Linked DNA regions of Rattus norvegicus: region 1 is linked to region 2. The links are chromatin contacts, called in public Hi-C maps. All regions are on one chromosome and are shown on one strand. Each heading gives the region's core, a stretch centred on a gene start, on an enhancer-like site or on the middle of the called end of the contact. The rest is flanking DNA. Distances are from core to core; before and after follow the strand shown.

What was found. Hi-C and Micro-C count contacts between places; a contact is called where the count stands out from the background.
Region 1: a contact with region 2 is called in a Hi-C map of psoas muscle, with 2.4 times the contacts expected there. The contact joins two enhancer-like sites. A contact is called at or near these places in 2 of 12 Hi-C or Micro-C datasets (mammary epithelial cells and psoas muscle).

What each region holds. Positions count from the first base shown.
Region 1 is chr6:94,782,217-94,786,914 of GRCr8, forward strand. No RefSeq gene overlaps it. Among named protein-coding and RNA genes, the nearest start is that of Tmx1, 88 kb to the left of the region's middle. Within about 2 kb of position 2,490, at least 15 of the 93 cell types and tissues checked have an H3K27ac peak or open chromatin away from gene starts, as enhancers often do.
Region 2 is chr6:94,731,213-94,735,691 of GRCr8, forward strand. No RefSeq gene overlaps it. Among named protein-coding and RNA genes, the nearest start is that of Tmx1, 37 kb to the left of the region's middle. Within about 2 kb of position 1,694, at least 13 of the 93 cell types and tissues checked have an H3K27ac peak or open chromatin away from gene starts, as enhancers often do.

The sequences.
Region 1 (4,698 bases), core at 1,240-3,739, 52 kb after region 2:
CCCCACAGGCTTACTGTGAGCCCCGGGGTGGAAGCAAGGTCCTCAGGGAAGAAGAGCAAACAGCAAATTGTATTTTTCTTCAAGGCACCTTGAACGTCACTTGATTGTCTCAGAAGAAACTCAAGCAGTTCCCTGGGATAGCTCTCCTGCCAGAAAGCTCTCGGGAGCCTTCAGCCCTCAGTTAGGGGCATCTCAGGAGAGTGTGCTTCTCTCATTTTATTTAAACACTTCCTGAGGTAGAGTCTGATTATGTATAGATGATCATTTGTACAAGATCCTGCACTGTGGAGCCTGGTTGTTTAATATTTTCTTTGAGGAAAATATATTTTAACATTTCCCCCAAACTTTGCTAATAGTTGCTTTTCATAAAAAGTTTGCGTGTGTGAGCAAGATGGGCATGCAAATGGCTGCAGAGGTGAGTGTGGAAAACCACTTGGCCTTGGCTCTCAGTATAAAGCACGCTAGGACACACAGTCACTTAACCCGCTTGTCAGAGAGATGCCGCGCTGGCCTCTGCCCTGCCTGTTCCCTTCCTTTCCCACATGTGGCACAGTAAATTGGAGGGTTTGCTGAGATGTTAGCCTGGAGAAGCCAGATCCCTGTAATGCTTGCTACCCCTGAAGCCTTTGAAAAAAATCAGACATTCGAGGACTTGAAAAACTGAACAAGGAAAGCTGAGCTAAAGAAAGGCTGGAACAAGACGCAACAAGCCTCCGACAAATTATTCATAATTCCATTCTGATTCATAGCAGGAGTCAAAATAGCCTGCAAGCCCCAGGCTGCAGCTGGTGGAGAGACGCTTCGCTGTGTTTGTTCAGTTCCTCCAATGAGGGCAGGCCAAGTGGAGGCCTGGGGAAGGGAGATCCCTGAAGATAAAAATGAGTCTTCAAGGCCAAATGGTCTTTTGGCTGAAGGTTCCAGATATTTGGTAACCAGATTTGGACTCTAACCAAGGAAGAGGTGGAGGAAAATCTCAGCCACTGTTGCTAGATAGACCTCCCTGGAAGGAGGGAGGGGTGCCCCTTCTCTGCCTTCATCCCACCCTTTCCAGATTATATCTGGAAAATGAGGTCCCCGTGGCCCAGCATTTTTGCCAGGTCACACCCCAGACCCAGGAGCCAGCCAATTTGCTATTCAAGAAAAGACCCCTGACTCTCTGTATCAAATGTTTAACTCCCCTGCTGAAGCCTCACGGAAAAATACTTTTGGGGATACTAGCATGGCCTTGTATTTCTCTACTAAGAGAAGGGCCTGTTCCAGTCCTGATAGGTAAGCAAACTTCGAGGCACGCAGAGGTGCAGTGGTTTGAAACATGGATGAGTAGGGGGCTTGCCATGAAAGAGAAGCTCAGTCTTGTTGGCTGTGCCCACTGGCTTGTGATTATCACCAGTAAGAAGCACACAAGGTGCATAACATGTGTTTAGCCTCAGAGGACTTTGACTCTGGAGCTCAGTGCCTCCTGTGAAGAAAAATCTAGGAAACAAGGGAGAGCTCTTTGCTTTTGTTTTGTAGTGGGAACTGTGTCCTCCCATGGCTCGCCAGGAGGAGGAAAGGTATTGTTTCATGGGTACCCAAAGCTGAGCACCACTCATGCCCTAGAAACAGCTGCAGAGACCCAGCTTAGAGCTTGCATTTGAGAAGAATGGTGGGGGTGCTGGTGGGAAGTAGAGCGGAGGTGCTGCTTTGGCTGAGAGGGCCTGGGCAGGGGAAAGGGCCACTAAGTCAGTCCCAATATGACTGGAGCCAAATAGGGAGTTAAGCCAAGGTCATGAGATGGGGAATCTCACAGAGGGCCAGGATCTGTGAACAGGAGAGGAGGCTGAAGCAGACACAGAAGGTAGCATGAAGGGGACTTAGTCGATTATCCATGGTAATAACAAGACTCGTGGGATAAGCCATGGAAAAATGGCAACAAGTCAGTGATAGGCCCCAAAGCCTTAGAGGCTGGCACCAAGCTTCAGTCAGCTGTGGGATGGAGTTGACACTGACTATGATCTGCTGGCAGGGTCCTTCCACAGTTTGCATAGAGATGTCATAGACCTATAGCTATGTACTGTTGGCATCTAGGAAGCCATGATGTTCATTTCCGGCGATGTTCATCAGTCAGAAACCACTGAGACAAATCCATGTTCTAATGAGAATCTTCACATGATGAGGCGATATACTGAGACCATGGCTCAGAGATCTGAGCTGTTTGCTGGGTTGGCTCGGATTGTGCGTTGTTGTTTGTCCACAGTGCTAAGTCTAACTTGGGTTCTACAAGAAAGGATGAGCTGATGAATTAGTGAAGTGGGCTGTGAGATTTGTGAAGGCTGAGTGAACAGTGGCCTCAGCCCCATTGTTTAGCATGTCTAACTTGGCCTCAGCCTCCTGACCTCATAGAAAGCGTGCTCCTCATGGCCACAGAACTCAGGAAGCACTCTAAGGCTGGAGCTGAGCACACGGGATGCCCAGGCCAGCAGACTTCATTGAATCATAGCTTCTTCCTTCTCTGCTGCACCACAGAGCGCCACAGACACACTGACCTCACTTTCCCAGTCCCACCCTTGGCCTCTGTTAGGTTTTGCAATAGGAATTTGGCCGTAAAACTCATTTGCACAATGGCTAAATTTGTTTCACATGTAGAATATGACTCTCTTAGGGATGGATTCTAGGAAGAGGAATGGCAAATTAGTTCAGAATCCCCAAGTGCTGGAAAATGTAATTAACTAGGGTGATGGTGAGAGCTGGTTGGGAGAAGATGAGGAGAAAGAGAAGGAGAAGGAGGATGAAGGAGGCAGGATTTGGGGGGAAGCCCAGTATGAAGAAGCAGCAGTAGATCATCGTCTCTTCTCTTGTCAGAGTAAAGACGCAGAATTGAGGTCGAGGGTTACAATCTGCTCAGTGGAGGAAGGGTGGACCCCAGGGATGGGATGGAGGGAGGAACCTGGTCTTGTCTCTGTTGAGCAATGCTCGGGAGTGGTCACATGGGTCTTGAGAAGCAAACGGTCAGCGACGAAGCCCTAAGCCTGGCTCCTCAGGCACAAAGTAGGGACACAATCCAGGTAAGTGGCTGTGTGTCCAGGTGTCACCAACGATTGCTGTGCTCTTTATAGAAGCCGGAAGTGACTTGGGTCCCTGAATGGTTAACTAACTCCCCTGGTTTGCAAAGTGACTGATCGCATATAGGATTCAAATCCCACTCTGTTTTCCCTGCTGATGTTTCTGGGACCTTGACACTTAAGAAGAAGAATAGGGTATAATACCTTAGTACCTGACATTGCTAAGGTCCTGAGTTCAACTGTGAGTCCTGGAAAACTACAACAACAGCAACAATGACAACGACAAAAAGAAGTCAAACCCAAGTGAGGACAAGCCTTTGATGATGAGTTCTGATCTTTGGAATATGAAGGTGTAGCTCAGTGAATAGAGTGCTTGCTACCATCAACCTTCCTCATGCTGTGGTAACCCCCAGTCATAAAATAATTTTTGTTGCTACTTTATTACTGCAATTTTGCTACCTATATGAATCATACTATAAATATCTGTGTTTCCCGATGGTCTTAGGTGACTCCTGTGAAAGAGTTGTTTGCACCCCAAAGAGGTCACGACTCACAGGCTGAGAACCATTGCACTAAGCAATGGATTCTATACGAAGTACCTCATAAACTGGAGAGGGAGGCTCATGCCCATACCACAGCACTCAGGAGGTAGAGGCAGGAGGATCAGGCATAGAGGTCATCCTCAGATACAGAGTGGGTTTCAGTCCATCCTGAGATACACATTAGACTCTGTCTCAATACAATAGGAATAGGGTTTTCTCCCTGTGTTTGTTACCATGCGCCCCGATAGAGACCATCAGTGCCTAGTGCATGAGACCTGGTTCTGCCTTTCTCTCTAATTCCTAACTCACGGACTAGCAGGGCATCCTGCTCTGCTCTGAGGTATGTGCGTGTCTTATCGAGGTTCCCAACAAAAATGTCTGACTTCTCTGCTTCTATTCTCCAACTTCTCCTCTCCCAACCCTCTTTATTTTATATTTTATTTTTTCTTCCTTCCTTCCTTCCTTCCTTCCTTCCTTTCTTTCTTTCTTTCTTTCTTTCTTCTTTCTTTCTTTCTTTCTTTCTTTCTTTCTTTCTCTCTTTCTTTTTTAGCTAAGAGAATCCGTGATAAACCATTTGTTTGGAAAAATAGGCAGCCTGCTGAGTCCAGATCACCTTCAAGTGCTTTTGGTATTCAGAGACGTAAAATCTTATTATTCGAGTTTGTTTAAAGAGGCATCCAGAACATGTCCAGGCAGGGCCTGGGGTGGGCTGATCTCAGTGTGGCTGCTGGCTCCACAGGGATAATCACAGGACACCGTGGCCGCATCTCACCACCAGCTCTCAGAAACTAAGCCTGAACTTCTGGGGCCTGGCTGGAAACCACCAGCCATCACTGCCAAGCAGGAGCCGTGCCCTCACGGGCCATCTGCAGAAGTGGTGCGGCCATTTGCGGGCGTTGAGAACAAGCCAGTGGTTGAAGCCAGCTTTTGCTGCTAGCGTGGGCTGCTGGCAGTAAAGCCAGAGTGCAGAGGATCCTGGGGAAGTCACCCCCTCACAGCCTCCTTCAGCTGCCCAGCTGCACTAGATCTAATTTAATTTAGTCAGATCATCTTCGCAGCACAGCATGAGCTGGACCATCAATCTCAGTCAACACAGGAGAAAACCAGGACAGGAG
Region 2 (4,479 bases), core at 444-2,943:
GGAGCTGGGGACCGAACCCAGGGCCTTGCACTTGCTAGGCAAGCGCTCTACCACTGAGCTAAATCCCCAACCCCTAGAGTGCCCGTTGTTTCTTGCCGGTTTCCTGCCTTGCGGGTGTTTTTTCCTATAACTGTTCCCAATAAACATGGCAACTTTCTCTGAAATAAAAACTCAAAGAATAGCGATCGATGATTTAGTTCTAAATACCTGTCTATTCTCTCCCTCCGATTAAGGCTAAATTCACGGTGGCTGTTCCTGGATTTTAAACGTTCTGTGACACCCAAGAGTTTTCCTTGTCTACCTGGAGTCTGGTTGAGATTTGTTTTTTCTCCTTTGACCCACGGAGACTTTGGCCCCTGGTGCACTGTTTATCGCCAGGGAGAGGCTGTCTTCACTCTGTCTGCCCAACATTAAGCCACCATCTGTGTGTAGCTGGCTCCCAAATACCATCTTTCCATCTGCTTGTCTCTCTACAAGGAATTTTTTAAAAAAAAATTTAGTTTTCTTTTTATTGGTTATTTTTGTTATTTGACAATTTCATGTGTGTACATAATTTATTTTAATTTTGTTGCAATTGTTTTTTTAAATAGCGTTTCACTGTATATAGCTTTGATTGACCTGGAATGCACTTGGTTGATCAGGCTGCTCTTGAACTCACAGAATTCCAACTCTCTCTGCCTCCCAAGTGCTGAGATTAAAGGCGCGGCCACCAAGCCTGGCTTTTGCTGGAATTTTAAGTTGTTTTAAAACAGAGAGCTTGATTTCTTCACATTAGCCTGTTTCTGCCCCAGGAGTCCCCACTCCAGAAAGAAGTCCATCATGTGTTCCTAATTCTTACGTGTTACCTTCCTGTCCACTGTTGTCAGGTGCATTGGCCAATCCTGGAGGTCCTGCTTGGGAAGTATTTCCTCATATGCTTCCTTCCTTCCTGCTCTCTATTCTCCTCTGATAATAGCAAGTTACATCTATCTCATCCAAATATCTGGATAGCTTCCCACAGGAGCAATGATGGCCGTGATTTGGAGAAAGCAATGTGCTTTTCTCTTTTTCCTGACTATGTCTTCAAACGTGCAAGCCAAAAATAAATGAATGAATAAATAAATAAAGTCAAGATCTGATTTTGGACATAAAAAATGGAGTTTTGCAGAAAGACAAGAAGTTTAAAGGTTGCCTTTGAGGGAGACAAAAGATTTTATTAATGTTTTCGGTTTCCAGTTCCACAGCAAGGATTAGCCTGGAAGAATATAAATGTCTACCACAAAGTAGGAGGTGTTTATTATACCAATTCTCAGTGGCAAGACTGTAGCTCGGAAGTGGAGGGCTGTGAGAGTCTGCCCTTCAGCCTGAATAAACCACCGGAGGTGGATGGGGTGCATGGTCTTGTGGATGTCTGACTTTCCCTTCAGGCTGCAGTCTGGAGACAGGCAGGAAAGAGGAAGAGAGGTTCCAGGAGGCCTGCTAAGGAACTTCTTGGCCACCCTGGAGGGTGATGAGATAAAGTAAGCTAGAGATGTCCGAGAGACCGACTGTAATCATGTCCCTCCACATTCGTCTTTCCTCTCAGGATATAAGAACACGGGGTGAGAGCCAGAGTGCCCCTGCGGGCCTGCTGACACGAGGGCATAGAGGCGCCTGAACATCAAACCAGTGAGAGCTGAAGGGAGGGAGGGAGGGAGGCAGTCAGAGAGCCACTAGGGACCAGCTGAAAGGGAGGGACAGACAATAATGTCTACCAGCTGCAATCTCAGCGGCCTCCCTTAATGACACCGCTGAGGATCATCAGCAAAGGGGACAAAACGTAGCTCTGGAAGCCAGAGGACCCCGTGTGGTTTTGAGGACTCTTTCCTCCTAAATCCATGAGCCATCCTCTTCACTAGGGACAGAGCTGGTAATAAAACTGCAGATTAAGCACAGTTCCCCCAAGGGGCAGATTGAACTGTGTTAGTTAGCATGAAGGCTCTCTCCGGACGCATCTGTCTCCCCGGACTGGGGAGGGGCTAGTGGGCAAGCGCAGATCTAGGCGAGTTTGGGTCTCGTTTCCGAACACTGGAGCTCTGGGGTGAATTTGTTGCACCCCGGTACTTGTCTATCCTTGTGCTTCATAGGCGTTCAGGAGTTATAGAACCTTTAAAGGCATGAGAATTGGATGCGATCTCCAGTTGGGCACTGAATGAAACACCAGCACTTCAGTGCCTAGGCCTCGGCGGTGCTGAGCCTGCCAAGCCCCGCCTCAGCCTTTCCTAGCTCCAGGTCTGTAGCTTCATAAGCGTCCCCCAGCCCCTGCTCTGTACTTTGTTCTACCTCCTGCCAGAGCAGATGTCTCCTACCACACTGCTTCGTTCTAGAACACCCCATGCCCCCTCCACGGAGGGTCTGTATGCTGTTTCCTTCTCCCTGCATTTCAGCTCTGGTGCTCTGAGACGACTCTTTAAGCAGCATGGTAGTAGCTTAGTGCTCGATTCACACCCAGGTCTCTGGAGGCACAGGCTAAAGCAGGGGTTCTTAACTGTGGGGGTCGCCAGCCCTTTGGCAAACTTCTGTCTCCAAAAAGATATTTACGTTACAATTCATGACTGCAGCAAAATCGCAACTATGAAGTAGCAGTGGAAATAATATTATGGTTGGGGAGGGTCACCTCACCACGAGGAACTGTATTAAAGGGTCAATAGCATTAGGAAGGTTGAGAACCACTGTGCTAAAGGTCAGGTCAGGAGTCTACAGTTCATAAACGTTCTGCGGGTACATCTGGGTGCAGCCAGCCTGAGAGCTGCTGAACCAGCAGGCGGAGGACAGACTGTTTAGCTCCATAAACTGAGGGAATTAATTGTGTTGTTTTAAATTTCTCAATTAGCACAGAGCTAATGATTCAAACACATTTTATGTCTGAATCTATAGATATTGGCTCTCCTGCCTTTGGAAGCATTTCTCAGTAGCAATTGGAGTCTTCAGAATTTCCACTTGAATGCTAGCTTCAGCTTATAAGGGGAGGAATCAAAATTGAGAAGGCTCGTGAGCATCCCAGTGCAGAGGCACAGCGGTCCCTTTCCTTCTCTAAGCCATAGAACTCCACAGTCTACTGCAGAAAGCTCTCTTAGCTTTAATGAGATCCCCACTGGATCCCAGAGACATCTGCTTTCTTTCCTCTCCGTTCCCTCAGTACTCCAGGGCCTTATTTCCGCGAAGAGCCATGTCATCAACAAGATTAGCATTTCCGGATAAGCCCTGTCCTCAGGAACCTTCTTCTGCTCATTTATTCTCTCATTACCACTCGTAAAAAAGCAGGTGGGCATCTGAGAACCAGGCTGGTCCACATCATGTGCTCATCAATTTAAGTAGATAACTCCATGATAGATGTTTCCTTTTAGGTTATACTGTGGATCTTGTGCGTGTGTGTCTGTGAGTCTGTGTGTTAGTGCATGCACGAATGCACACGCGCACGTGTGTGTGTGTGTGTGTGTGTGTGTGTGTGTGTATGTGCGTGTGGCCAGAGGATGTCAGCTGTCATTCCTCAGGTGCTGTCCACCTTATTTTTTTGAGATAGGATCTCTTACTTCCTTGGAGCTTGTCACGTAGGAGAGGCTGGCTGGTCAGAGAGCCCCAGGCATCCGCTTGTCTCTACTCTCTTCTTTAACGCTAGGGTTTTAAGTACATGTCACCACACCCAACTTTTTTTTTTTCTTGATTTAGATCCTGGGAGAATGGAGCTCAGTTCCTCACATTTGTAACACAAATCTTAGTAAGACATAATTACCTACAGTGAATTATATCCATTTAGGTGAAGGCAGTTTTGTCACCAAGTAAGATTTTACAAATGTCTGTAATAAGTTTCCTCAGGGCTACGGGGGTCAGTCTCTCATCCCTGACCCCAGGCAACAAGGATCTGCTTTCTGTCCCCACAGGTCAATTTGCACTATATAGAATTGCAAACAAATGATTTTATGCAATAGTATGATTTTTTTAATCCAGTTTCTTTTGTTTGTCGTAATATTTTTAATGCAAATTCCTTTCATTTTATCCTAACCTTTTGTTTTCCTCCTGCCTTAGTTTCTTTTCCTGCTGCTGTCATAAAACACCCTGACAAAAGCAACTTATAGGAGAAAGGGTTTATTCTGGCTTACAGTTCATCATGGCAAACGAGTCAAGGCACCAGGAGCTTAACGCAGTAGCTCACATCATACCCATTATGGTACCCAACCTGGTACCACCATCAAGAAACAGAGTGATGAGTGAACAAGGAGTGAAGAAAAGATCAGCTCCTTCCCTCCATGTATACAGTACAGGATCCCAGGCAGGGAATGGTGCCGCCCACAGTAGACAGCCTTCCCTTTCAGTGAACACAGTCAAGATGACTACCGCAAGCACATCTAGAGGCTCATCTCTCGGGTGACTCTACAGTCTTTGAAGTGGAAAGTTAGCACTAACCATTACACTTAGGTAGTCTTTCCAGTACCATCACCACTCCTGCTCTCTTAAATCTGG